Regions from separate parts of the Sus scrofa genome. Here regions 1 and 2 are each linked to region 3. Evidence: chromatin contacts called from public HiChIP or PLAC-seq data. All regions are on one chromosome and are shown on one strand. The core of a region is the stretch at or near the end of the contact, and the rest is flanking DNA. Distances in the headings are between cores, read along the strand shown. Region 1 has its middle 14 kb from the start of PPP2R1B. Region 2 overlaps ALG9 (ALG9, alpha-1,2-mannosyltransferase). Region 3 holds the start of SIK2 (serine/threonine-protein kinase SIK2).

The links. HiChIP or PLAC-seq counts read pairs in DNA pulled down with a chosen protein or histone mark.
Region 1: an H3K27ac HiChIP or PLAC-seq map of alveolar macrophages shows a contact between it and region 3. The contact joins the enhancer-like site here to the promoter of SIK2 in region 3. A contact is called at or near these places in 3 of 5 promoter capture datasets (fetal skeletal muscle, liver and skeletal muscle), 32 of 47 Hi-C or Micro-C datasets (adipocytes, adipose tissue, alveolar macrophages and 17 more) and 2 of 2 datasets of contacts at active chromatin or transcription factors (alveolar macrophages and skeletal muscle).
Region 2: a contact with region 3 is called in an H3K27ac HiChIP or PLAC-seq map of skeletal muscle. The contact joins the enhancer-like site here to the promoter of SIK2 in region 3. A contact is called at or near these places in 2 of 5 promoter capture datasets (both in liver), 21 of 47 Hi-C or Micro-C datasets (alveolar macrophages, blood, brain and 12 more) and 2 of 2 datasets of contacts at active chromatin or transcription factors (alveolar macrophages and skeletal muscle).

Annotation. Positions count from the first base shown.
Region 1 is chr9:39,529,648-39,534,080 of Sscrofa11.1, reverse strand. It overlaps a transcript of ALG9 not described here. Among named protein-coding and RNA genes, the nearest start is that of PPP2R1B, 14 kb to the right of the region's middle. Within about 2 kb of position 2,605, at least 1 of the 83 cell types and tissues checked has an H3K27ac peak or open chromatin away from gene starts, as enhancers often do. A contact at or near this core is called in alveolar macrophages, where this site is marked.
Region 2 is chr9:39,581,379-39,585,988 of Sscrofa11.1, reverse strand. All of the region lies in intron 14 of ALG9 (ALG9, alpha-1,2-mannosyltransferase), which reads left to right. Among named protein-coding and RNA genes, the nearest start is that of ALG9, 36 kb to the left of the region's middle. Within about 2 kb of position 1,733, at least 2 of the 83 cell types and tissues checked have an H3K27ac peak or open chromatin away from gene starts, as enhancers often do. A contact at or near this core is called in liver and skeletal muscle, where this site is marked.
Region 3 is chr9:39,367,006-39,371,412 of Sscrofa11.1, reverse strand. It overlaps SIK2 (serine/threonine-protein kinase SIK2), which reads right to left and starts at 2,858. Exons shown (of 15, transcript XM_021062772.1): 1 at 2,575-2,858. The coding sequence starts at 2,709.

The DNA of each region.
Region 1 (4,433 bases), core at 1,356-3,855, 160 kb before region 3:
CTACGTAATTTATTCTGAGGCCGTTTCTGAGGAAGTTAAGAATCTCCATTTGTTTTTTTTAAACAACCCTAGTGAAAAAGACCAGTGGATATTTATGGCACCTATTTTATCTCTTGCAAGCACATCCTGCATGGGGCACTACTTATCAAATAGGCAGTGATAAGGACCTAATTAAAACAATAAGTATATACTGTGTTTGGCCTTATATACAGTATTTCATAGTTTACAAAGCACTTCCACATTATCCTGTTTGATCCTCACGGTCATGATGTGAGGTAGACCAGGCAAGTGGTCTTATCCCCATTTTATAGATGAAGAAACTGAGACTCTGGGGCAGGAGGAGGTAAGCGTCCTTGCCCAAGGCCACACCACCAGTAAGTGGTAGCACTAGGACTGCAGCTTGGGCTGCCTGACTTCTCACCCAGTGCTCATCGATACTGCTCACTTGACAATGAAAACATTCTTGAAAGAGTGATAAGGCTGGTCAGAGACCTGATGGGTAACGAAACTGAACTTTTTTCTTTTCCTTTCTTCTTCTTCTTTTTTAATGGCCGCATCTGAAGCACATGGAAATGCCTGGGCCAGGGACTGAATCCCAGCCACAGTGCTGGCAGTGCTGGATCCTTTAACTCACTGCGCTGGGTTGGGGATCAACCCCCGCCTCCAAGCGACTCAAGCTTCTGCAGTCAGATTCCTAACCCATTGTGCCACAGTGGGAACTCTAACTTTCTATTTTAAGGAAGAATTTTTCTCTGTGTTTCTTTGAGTTCTTTGGAGCTGCCAGTGTGCCTGTTGGTTGGACCATCACAGCAGTGCTCCTTGAGGCAGCCTGGCCTGTGGCAGGAAAATTGTGCTTATGTTTGGAAGTCAAGCTCCTTTGCAGCCCCACAGGGTCCCGTGTCCGTTCCATCCCTCTAGTCGGTCACATTACAGTGCCTTATTTCCCTAAGGGTAACTGTGTCTAGTATCTGCAAATAGGATGAATCTATTTTTCAGAGTTTCCATCATTCATTTTTCAAAGAGAAGGGATTTTCAAGAGGAACTGATCCCAAGAGAGGAGAAAAGAAGTGATACGAGAAGAAATAGCTCGTTACCATATGAAGAGTCTCCTTGTTGGGATGGGGTTGAAGCACTAGTGAGGCAGTAGGTCTAGATAGTTAACAGTAGGTCCCTGTTAACTAGAGAGCGAGGGTGAACTGAGATCCAACTTACTGCTCTAAAGATTTTTGGCATTTAATTTTCAGTACTTGATCACTGCAAATATTGGCACACGTGGTCTGACTACAGGATAGAGAATTTTCAGTGTAATATCCTGCCATACCTGTAGCGGTAGTTGACTGTCTTTCACAGTGGCTAAATCTTGCTACTTTTGGCAGAGGTGAATAAGGGAGTACAGTAATGGAGAGCCATGATGCATGAAAGTGGTACAAGGCTGACCTACTTCAGCATCTTGTGTGTTCAAAAAAAAAAAAAAAAAAAAACCTCTGAGCAAGAACTTCCTGTAACATATATAGCACAAATGGTCATTATCCAGGAATTCCTTGGGAATATCAGTTCCTATCCCTTTTAAAACCTGACTTTGGTTTTCTCTGTCCTAGGAATGTCTTCAGTGAGAACACACTAAGTTGCAGAAGACTGTGCCTAGGTAAAGGATGTAAAAATCCTTTATAGGTAAATGATTTTTGTCGTGAAGGTGTTTTTCACATGTTACATAAACTCGAAGGTAGCTTTGCCTGGGAAAAGTCTTCACCTGGTAAAAGTGGCCCTTCTCCAGAGAATCAGTGTTCAGCATGAGCTGAGTGCTGCCCTCACTGTAAGCCTAAAGTATCAGGTACTTTTTTCTTCATAGATTGTTGACCGTCAAGGAAAGGAGGGCTGCAGATTATTGATTATGGAGCTGGGTGTACTGGCAATTCCAGGGTTCTCTCAACTCCAGAGCTTAGGACCCTGAGTCCTAGTAATGAACCAGCATCTGTTATCAGAGATTACTTGTTACCTGGTAGGTGTCATCTAAGAAGACAGACCAGTCATTTTAGTCTCTTGAGATAATAACAGAAAATTGAAGCCTACATTCTTTTTTACTGAATTCAAGTTTAGAAATTGATTCTGTGTTTTAAATCAAGGTGTGTCTTGATCCCAACAGTTTATGTGGGTCATTTTTTTCTAGTTTGGAGTTCTGGGGAAAGAACCTTAAAAACCCCATGTGATTCTGCAGCGTTAGATCTGTTGACCTTTTGGGCAAACCCAACAGAGATCCTTTATTGTGTTTTGCATTTCATGAGATTTACTGAAATAAGAATTTACTATGATTGTGCAGTCTTCTGGCCAGTGTCCAGCAGCTCTGCTTTAATTTGGTCAGTTTTATTTTCTCTGCACAGGGAAAAGAGGCACAATTTAATCTTTGCTTCCATAAGCATGTTAAAGCTCATGTGTTAATTCATTCTTAGGCTCCTGTATTAAATGCCTTGGATAAACGGTTAAATGGACACGTGCTCAGCTTTAATTTTTTTGCAACAGAAAGATCTGGCTTCCGTATGGCATTGTTGGTTTTCAGAGGCTCTCTGGGGTGTTGGTAAATCTAAATGAATGTTGCCTTTACTTTTTCCAGCGTGTAATGTATATAACCATGTGATTCATGCTGCAAGTCAAATCAGGAAGCACTACAGTGTTGAAGCCAGAGGATTGTTCAGTTCATTTGTCTTCCTGATCCTCCTGCTTTATTTCCCATGTCAGTGTTTACATTCCATACTTGTATTTTCTGTGAAAGAAAAAATTAAATAAAACCTGGCAGTTTGATTTTCCTTTTCCTAAGGTGGTATTTTCTCGTTTGCTTTTAGCTTTTAAATCTTCGGTGGAGATTGGAATCTGAAGGAGCTCAACTCCTTGCATCTTCCCCACTTTACCCTTCAGTGTAGAGACCTCCTTCCGCAGACCAAATAGCCCACAGTATTTATTCTGAAAACTTGGGGAAGAAGCCATTGGACAACCCAGTGAGGGTTAGATTTGTTTTGTGGAAAAACCAAGCACAGTGGGAATTACTCAGTATGTCTACGTTGTACCTCAGAGTTTCTGAGTCCATGTTGTGTTTTGAGGATGCGGATTCAAACCCTGGCCTTACTCAATGGGTTAAGATCCTACATTGCCACAAGCTGTGGCATAGGTCACAGATGCAGCTTGGATCTGGTGTTGCTGTGGCATAGGTGTAGGCTGGGCAGCTGCAATTTGACAAGAAAAAAAAAAAAGGAATCTCTGGACTTTGCAAATCTTAAAATTCATTGAAATGTACACCTAGTAATAGCTAACATTTAGGTTATTTACTGCTTCATTGAGAGTTGTCGGGAGCAATAAAGCTTTTTTTGTGAATCAATTTCTAACGTCATCCCTATATCTTGCACCTTATAGCCGATAATTTCTGGTAGCCGTCTAGTTTTATACCATTGGTTACCAGTTTTCTTTCTATAGGACGCCAAATGCCTGTGAAACGTGATTTACTTTTCCCACGTTATTTAAGAGAAGGATACTTTTTTATTAATATAATTCCAGGAAGTCCACAGCTTTAATGAATTTGTTTACTCCGCCTAAAAGATCACCCTTCTCACTGTTCGTTACTCTTACTTTGAGGGCCAGCTTGAGTGCCCCTCTCTTTATGAAGACTTCCAAGACTTCAGACGCCTGTGATTACTTCCTGAACCCTCTTAGAGTACCTAGTGTCTTTACTGATGACATAGAACCTTAACACGTAAGCCGTGTAAACCTGTCTCTCAGTCGCACTGTTGGCACGAATGGGGGCAAAGACTTCTGCGTATTCCCAATGTTCAGCACAAATCCCTGAACTTTCTGGTTCGTGCATGTTTCTTGACAATGAAGAAAGGACACTGCAGACAAACCTGCAACTGATATACAGCTGTTGCTTTCCATTTGGCTGATTTTCAGGCCGCAGGAAGTAGAGCAAGTCATAAGCCCTGTAGTAGTCAAAGGGCAGTTTGGCAGATGTGATTGAGGCCCATGCTCTGTATATTTTAGGAATTCTGAAAGGTACATGCTTTCACTTAAAGGCAGATTCTTCAGAGGACTGTCTAAAAAGAGATTATGTACTTTTCTTAAATATTTTTTTTCTTACTTGATTTCTGAGGATCAGACAGCCCAGGAGAACTTCTGAATGCCTTTGAGGCAGAAAACTTCTTCTCCAGGCGTGAGGAGGCCCTCCTACTCCTACCAGCAGCCACACGCCTTGCTAGTAGTTCTAGGAATTCTCTTGTGGCGCAGGGGGCTGAGGATCCAGTGTTGTCACTGAAGTAGTATCAAGTGTTTTTTTTTTTTTTTTTTGTCTTTTTGTCTTTTTGCCATTTCTTGGGCCACTCCCACGGCATATGGAGGTTCCCAGGCTAGGGGTCCAATCGGAGCTGTAGCCACCACCCTACGCCACAGCCACA
Region 2 (4,610 bases), core at 484-2,983, 220 kb before region 3:
AATACTTATCTATATAGCTCATTTAGCCATTTAATTTTGATGTCTTATGTTAGATACATATCTCTGAAGCGTACATATTTTTCCCCATAAAACTGTGAACGCTATGGAGAGAGCGAGTGTACCTTATTTCTTTCTGTTCTCCATAGCACCTATTATGGTGCTGCTGAATATCTAATAATTAGCCTATGTATGCCTTCTGCTTTGAAAAGTGAATATTGGAGTTCCCGTCGTGGCGCAGTGGTTAACGAATCCGACTAGGAACCATGAGGTTGCGGGTTCGGTCCCTGCCCTTGCTCAGTGGGTTAACGATCTGGCATTGCCGTGAGCTGTGGTGTAGGTCGCAGATGCGGCTCGGATCCCGCGTTGCTGTGGCTCTGGCGTAGGCCAGTGACTACAGCTCTGATTTGACCCCTAGCCTGGGAACCTCCATATGCCGCGGGAGCGGCCCAAAGAAATAGCAAAAAGACCAAAAAAAAAAAGAAAAGTGAATATTCATCACTGTTGGGATTGTGATGTTGAGGGAAAGCTGTCTCTAAAGCTGTAGTAGCTGAGAGGTGCATGAAAAGATGCTCAGCATTGCTAATTGTTAGAGAAATGTGAATCAGAACCACAGTGAAGTATCATCTCACACTGGTCAGAATGGCCATCATCAAAAAGTCTGCAAATAATAAATGCTGGACAAATAAAATAAAAAATAAATGCTGGAGAAGATGTGGAGAAAAGGGAACCCTCCTGCACTGTTGGTGGTATTGTAAAGTGGTGCAGCCACCATGGAGAAACAGAATGGAGGGTCCTTAAAAAACTAAAAATAGAACTACCATATCATTCAGCAATCCCAATCCTAGGTATACATCAGGAAAAAACAAAAACGGTAATTCAAAAAGATCCATGTTCATAGGTGCGCTGTTGTTCAACAGCAGCACTGTTTGTAATAGCCAAGACGTAGAAACAACCCAAGTGCCCAAGTACGGACAATTGGCATAAGAAGATATGATATGTAAATATATATATATTTATACACACAGTCACAGACACACACGTATATACACACATTTATATTTATACACATACAATGGAAGATCACTCAGCCATAAAAAAGAGTGAAATATCGCCAATTTGTGCAACTTGGATGGACCTAGAGAATATTATGCATAGTGAGGTCAAAGACAATTATTATATGATATCACTTACATGCGGAATCTAAAAAAAATAAATAGTTACTCTACATATAAAACAGAAACAGACTCATAGACACAAAACAAACAAAGGAGTTAGTGTTGGGGGGTGACAAATTAGGAGTAGGGGATTAACAGATATAAACTACTACGGTATAGATAAGCAACGAGAGTTTACTGTCTAGCACAGGGAATTATATCTAATACCTTATAATAACCTATAATGGAATATAATCTACAAAAAAAAAAAAAGGTGAATCGCTGTGCTTTACACCTGAAACTGCTGAAACTAATGTCATATGTAAATCAACTATACTTCATTTAAAAACAAAAATCTGCAGTGGCCTGTTGTACATTTCTTAGGCTTTAGTCACTGGTTGTCTCTAGTTAGATCATATTTCTATATTCTCTGCTACCAGACTTGTTAAATTTGATTAAGTGACATCTTAGCTTTACCCAGAAGGTCAAGATTTTGCAGAAGACCTGTAGGCGTCACCAAAATGCTGGCTGGTAAAAGCAGGGACAGATAGGTCAGGTGCATATTCTGTGTGTGTCGTGTCTGTCACTGTGCCCAAACACCTTTCTGCAGTTGCGGGTTCCTGCAGAGTTCTCTGGATTCCTGCATAGTGAGGAAAGTGCCCTTCCAATCCAGTCCACTCACCTTTGATCCTTTGGAAAGTAGAAGAGAGAGAGTTGATGGCTTACTGTGAATTCTACAGGAACTATGATCAGGGATTAGTTTCTTTCATTTAACTATTTAAAAAGATACTTGTTTTCCTTTGATGATAAAAGTAATAAACACTTGTAACATAAAATAATGAAAGTTATCAATAAGAAAAAAATCACCTATGATCTTGTTACCCAGATATTAAACCACTATTACCATTTTGATGTTTTTTGCTTTCACTTTTTTCTCTTGCATTCATATGTATATAAACAAAAATCTCAATTATTTAAAAAAAATACTGTTGTAGTTCTTTAATAAATGGTGCCAGGATCAAGACTGTAGTGGCCAAATAACTTTGCCAGACATATAAGAGCACATGTCATACTACATTTATGTTTGTTTCTTCTGGTATCCGCCCTGGTTTTAAGTATGGGTTCATTCAAAAGGACAAAATAATTATGTTCTCTATCTTTCCTGAACATGCTAAATAGCAGCATTATTTTTGTTCACCCTTTGGTTCTGAGTGACAGGCCTTAGCCAACCCTTGGCTTCAATGCTGAGTGATTCAGTTGTATCCTGTTTCTAGTGTGAGTGGAAACTAAGAAACCTGCATGACCTTCTCTATTTCACTCTGCTCTTTTACCTCTGAGTTTGTCAAGAGTTACAAGTGAGGGAGCTCCCGTCGAGGCTCAGAGGGTTAAAAACCTGACTAAAATCCATGACGATGCAGGTTTAGTCCCTGGCCTCGCTCAGTGGGTTAAGGATCTGGTGTTGCTGTGAGCTGTGGTGTAGGTCACAGACATGGCTTGGATCCCGAGTTGCTGTGGCTGTGGTGTAGGCTGGCAGTTGCAGCTCCTATTAGACCTCTAGTCTGGGAACTTCCAAGTGCCGTACTGTGGCGCTAAAAAAACGAGTTACAAGTGAGTGTTTGGAAAGGCTCTGGTTCTACTGTATTGTTATAACTATACTGCAGCAGTAATGTTTTTTGCTGCATATTCTTTCATGATGAGTGTTGCTTACAATGCAGTGAACTAAAGAAGTTGGGAGATGGAGTTCCCGTCGTGGCACAGTGGAAACATATCCGACTAGGAACCATGAGGTTGCGGGTTCAATCCCTGGCCTTGTTCAGCGGGTTAAGGATCCGGCATCACTGTGAGCTGTGGTGTAGGTCGCAGACTTGGCTCGGATCCCGCGTTGCTGTGGCTCTGGCGTAGGCCAGTGGCTACAGCTCCGACTCAACCCCTAGCCTGGAACCTCATGTGCCGCAAGTGTGGCCCTCAAAAAGACAAAAAGACAAAAAAAAAAAGTAAAGAAGTTGGGAGATACTTGAGTGCGGGCTTATATGCATTTTGTATATTCCTGTGCTTAGCTGATTGGTTCCAATGATTGCAGTTTTCTGGCTTCACCTAGTCTTTCTTATGGATTAAATGACATATAAACAAATGCAGAAAGTGAATTATGCTCACATTATTCCCTAATATATCAGTTGCATTGGAACAAATTTGCATTTTCAAAACAAGTGTTACAAGAGAACTGTTTATTCTCATTCTTATTTATCCTTGCTTTTATCATTTAGCCAGTGGAAAAATTATGGATTTGGAAAGGAATTTAAGGTGTCATAAAGTTTATGAGCTCTTCATTTTATGGGTGAAAAAAACTGATGCTCAGAGAAGTTATAACTTGACAAAGGTTAGTTCTAGGATAAGAAGTTTGGTTTCTGGATTCCCTAGTATTCTTTTCACACTGCCTTTACTTTCAAAGCTACTTTATAGTTTATACCATATGGTTTATCACTTGAATATGTGTTTTCCTGTGATAGTTAATTGTTTTTCCATGTAACAGGGCTGAATAGACGTTAAGTGCGGGAGCATTACTTTTTAAGAAATACTTTCTAGGAGTTCCTGTTGTGGCTCAGCAGAAACGAATCTGAGTAGCATCCATGAGGACGTATGTTCTATCCCTGGCCTTGCCCATTGGGTTAAGGATCTGGCATTGCTGTGAGCTGTGGTGTTGGTCGCAGATGTGGCTTGGATCCTGAGTTGCTGTGGCTGTGGTGAAGGCCAGCGGCTGCAGCTCCTGATTCGACCCCTGGCCTGGGAACTTCCATATGCCTCGGGTACAGCCCTAAAAAGACAAAAAAAAAAAAAAAGTACTTTTCTATTTCTAGAGCTCTGTTACATGTATGCCAGATACTTTATATAACAGTTTCTGTGTTAATCAATCAAAATAAATGATTGAGGGCCATTCCTTTTCTTTTTTCTCTCTTCTTTTTCTCTCTTATTATTGTATTTTTTTTTTTTTTCTTTTTACAGCCACACCTGCAGCATATGGGAGTTCCCAGGATAGGGGTCAAATTGGAACTGCAGCTGCAGGCCTACCCCATAGCCATAGCAACACAGGATCTGAGCTGCATCTGCAACCTACACCAAGCTAGTGGCAACATTGGATCCTTAACCCACTGAGCGAGGCCAGGGATGGAACCCACATCCTCACTGATACTAGTCTGGTTCTTAACCTGCTGCGCCACAATGGGAACTCCTTTTTCGCTCTCTGTTAATCATTTCTCTTATCCTTATTGGACATCCTGTTCGAGGAGAAAATTAATTGCCCTGTAGATAACCTTACTAAATGTTATTAGCCTTGACTAGCAAAGCAAGCAGATTCAAATTGATATAATAGGCACAGTAGAATAAGATTGGACCCCTAGCCTGGGAACCTCCATATGCCGCGGGAGCGGCCCAAGAAATGGCAAAAAGGCAAAAAAAAAA
Region 3 (4,407 bases), core at 1,609-4,108:
CACACAAACTTACATGGATGTTACTGCATACTATATTGAAGAGGCTTTTCTAAGCTATAAATCTAATCATGATATTTTGCTGATGTTGCTATTTATGCCATATGAATTTCTCTCACTCTAGTTACTGTATATTCAGCAATGAGAACCTCAAATAATATTAAATAACACTTTAAAGTTTCCACTGTTCATATCACTGATAGTATTTGAGATAGCTGTATTTATCAGATACAAATATTTATCCAGTGAATGAGCATAAGTACTGCTTTAAAAATCTCACTAACAAATAGCATACTACAGTAAGAAACACTTCTATCTATGCTCAATTACCACAAAAGTTCACAGAGCAACTTTATAAAACTTGAGATTTACAGGAGCTTTTCTCTTCATTAACTCCTTGCTATTGCCCTCACTCCTCTCATCTTTAATATCTCCAGTCCCACCAAATTACCGCAAACACCCACCTTAAATTCACACTATTTCTTTTTATATGTTAAGAACACTTTCTTTAAAAAAGCAAAGGCAGATAGGATCCATGGACTAGAAATTTAGCTTTTACCTTTAATTATTTTACACACACACCATGCACACAAGTCAGGATGTAAGGACTGTTTCAAGAGCTGACCTGTGTCTTCAATTACAAATGCGTTGATCTCACCGATAACCAAACCACGATACTACTCCACAGTGCCCCCTAGCTCTGCAAGCTGGAACAGCTTAAAAGTAACAGGGTTATTTGAAGTGTTGGTAGTCACTTAGCAGCTCCACTTAGGGGCAGTTCTTAAATAGATACTATATTACCTAAATTTGACCTAATAAGTAACAGCTGACAATTAAATCTTTCGACTAATCCTGATAAGAGCTGATAAGAAAAAAATTTAACCACCCAACAATACACTTCAAAAGTTTCTGTAGAAGCTCTTTGTATCTGTGAAATTTGTTTGATTCTTAGAGTCATTAAGCAAGGACTCATCTAAAAATACACATTTAAAATGTCTTCTTTTCATTTAATTAAAGGGGAATTAACATGGCATTAGGCCACGGTTCTTTAGAGGAATGGAACCAATTTCTTTGTTTTTAAAAATGCTGGAATCAGAGTAAGTAATCTTGCTACGGTCTTATTATTTATCATTACAAACTTAACCTAAATTGCTAACTCTGGTAAATTTGTGAGAGGAAAACTTGTGACCTTGGTCCTGTTGCTAAAAAAATAAGTCAGATTTGGGCTGCCTTAGGATCAGTAGGGGAGGACAAAAAGTGAGAACAACACAATGGCATATACAAGCCCCTTGTTTTTGGAAATGAACTTCTTCACATTAAGCAAAACTTCTACGAACCAGAGCTACAAAAAACTCGTTTTCAAATGTCCTTCAGCTTACACAGCTATTCTGAAAAAGAAACCCTACCTAATTCCATATTCAAACTCTAGTATATTCGCACTAATAAGGGGGAACACTGAATAGGATGAAAACTAGAAGGGAAAAAAACCAAAAACTGAAAAAGGATGAAACTCCAGAACAACTACGATGAGGCAGAGTGGAGTACGTCAAAAATACAAGGTTTTATTCTAAAGAATGGTTTTGTTTCCACCGTTTTTCTAAAGTATTTAATTTGCACATCTTAAAATAGAGACCCTGAGGAGAGCAGCTTGAGGCGGTGAAAGGAAGGGGGGCGGGTTAGGTAAGAACAGAGACTTGCGAGAAAATATGTGCGGTGCATTAGAATGTGCAATGGAGGGGGGATGCTGGCTTCACCGTCAGGAAGCAATCCAGGGCTTTATGAGTAGAGAGGCAGAATCTGATGTGGCTTAAGGACCGCGAATTCACAGCCAGAACACACACCTGGGAAAGGGATAACCTAGGATGAGAAAGACCAACCTATCAACTGTGCAAAGGCAGAGATGACCGTTTCAACCAGCTCTATTGTCTGGAGTATTAGATGGAAATGCCTCGGGCGAGGGATCAAGCTAGCCTGACATCAAATCAGAGACTGTCGGGCAAAAGGAGGGAGAGAAGATGGGCAGTGGCCGTCCCGGCATTCCCGGCCACCGGCCCCCTTTTTCGCGCGGCCCCGGGAGGGGCGCCGCGGTCACAGGGGCCGCGCGGAGCCCCGTCCCGGGAGTCCGAGCGCAGGCGGTCCCCTCTTCGGGGCTGGCGACGTCTCTCTCCGCGCAGCACGGGAGCACAGAGACTTCCCCTCCCACCCCACCCCCAGCTGAAAGCAGGGAAGACGCGGAACTTGGGCTCCAGAGCGGAGGCCACAGACCAGGTCACGGCCCGGGTGGGAGGCCCTGGAAGAAATTCCGTGTGGCCACCGGGGGTGGCCTAGGGAAGGCAAAGCCCCGGCTGGTGGGGGTTCCAAGCGGACGACACTCGGGTCCTGGTGACCCGGCCCCGGTCCCTGCGGCGCTCACCGACCCCTGGACCTCCTGGGTCCTCACACTCCCAGGCCCTCTCGCCTCAGCTAGTGACCCGGCCTCTCGAAGCTCCCCAGCCCCCCGCTGCAGCCCCCCTCTCGGTCAGCAGCTCCTCTCTCGAACCCTCGCCTCGGACGCTCCCGCCGAGCCCCGGGCCGCACCTCCGTCCTGGTGATCCGGTGCCGCCCCAGCTTCACCACGGCGAAGTTGCCCTTGCCCAGCGTGCCCTCGATTTCGTAGAACCCCACCCGGACCGGCCCGCGCTGCAAGTGCCTCGGGCCATCCGCCATGACCATGCTGGGCCCCGCTGCTAGACACGGCGGACTGGAGCGCAGGCTGGCGGGCGGCGGGCTGGCGGAGCGGCTCCACTCGGGCGACGGCCGCTCGGCTCGCTCCTTGCTCAGTCCCTCCCGCTCAGCAGGGCCCAGCCAGGCGCGCGCCGCCGCTGACGTGCGCCGACGTCAGGGGGCCGGGGCAGAGGGGCGGGGGCGGGACCGGGCCTCGATTGGTCACCATGGCGACCGGAGCACCGCCGACGTCGGCGGCGGGCGGCAGGCAGCAGGGTGGTAGGGCAGATGGGCGGGGCCTGGACGGCGCGTTCCTTCCGGGCTCCGGCGCCCTCCGCCGCCTCGCCGCTGCCGGGGGCGGGGTCGCCTCCCGGCCCGCCCAGTTACTTGGCCACCCAGCCGAAGGGCAAGAGCGAGCTCTGGTGGGCGGAGTGGAGGGCTGCAGCGACCTGAGCCGGGCCGGGGTCTTCTTCCGTTGCCGCGGCGTTCTCCACCCACCCGGAGACCTTCCCGCCAAAACCTCTCACCTATGACTACTTTGTGTCCTAAATTTGGCACGGGCAAAGAACTGTGGCTGAGCAATGCATTGCTCACAGGCTCCTTTCTTTTATATCCTTTTCTCATCTGTTTCTATATAAATCCCTCCAAATTTGATGTCTCTGGGGAATCATTCTGACAGCAGCGCGATGCTTATAGATTCACAGAATGTCAGCGTTGAAGAGACCTTGAAGATCACCTAATCCAGGGATTTGGAGCCCGAACCCCTAAAAATATGTCCAAATTTTTGCCTCTTCCAGCTTTGGGAAGATGGGCGATAGCTGTTATTAGATTCCCAAACGTGTTGGTGACCTCGAAAAGGTAAAGAAATACTTTCTAATCCAATTTTTTTTTCAGGTGAGAAATCAACCCCCAGGGAATGAGGGAATTGCCAAAGTCACAAGGTAATACTAGAGTTAGGGTTGCAAATTACCACACCAGTCTTCCATATGGTGATCCAAGGAAACAGGTACAGCATTATTTCCAGACAAGGAGAGGGAAAGTATAAAATGCCCTTGAAAGGTCTTATGCCAGAAAGCAAGATTTTCAAAGAAAGGTAAGGACATGTCAGAAGGAAATCGGATCTAGTTTGAAGTTAACAATCTGGGATAATTTGAGCATCACGAAGGAATAATGGAAATGGGTTTATAACACAATGAATTTTTAAAAAGACTCCATGAGTGCTTACTTATTCTTACAATGTTAAATAAATATACGGGGGAAAAAATGACAGTTCTTCCTGATGGTGGAATGTCAACTAATACACATAGAAGAAATGATGAAATTTCCATTCTATGGAAATCACCATTTTGCAGCCATTCTATGGAAATCACTATTTCGCAACCATTATAGTAATAATTGATTCAGATAGAATTGTCGATAGATGTTGAAATCATTTAGTATGCTAGGGAATGGGATATTTCTAGTCTCAAACTATCCTCAAATTTCTTACTCATTATAAAAGGATAAAAACAGTACTTTCACAGAAGAAAAATGTGACAGATACCACTGTAACCAAATGATCAAAGTTAATGTCACCAATTATGGGATAAAATGACATGTGAGGTACTGAGAAGGATACACTATCTCCGATGTAGTATTTCTGTCAAAAGTACATACTCTGAATTTAATCATAAAGAAATAATCGGAAAAATGCAAATTGAGGAACAT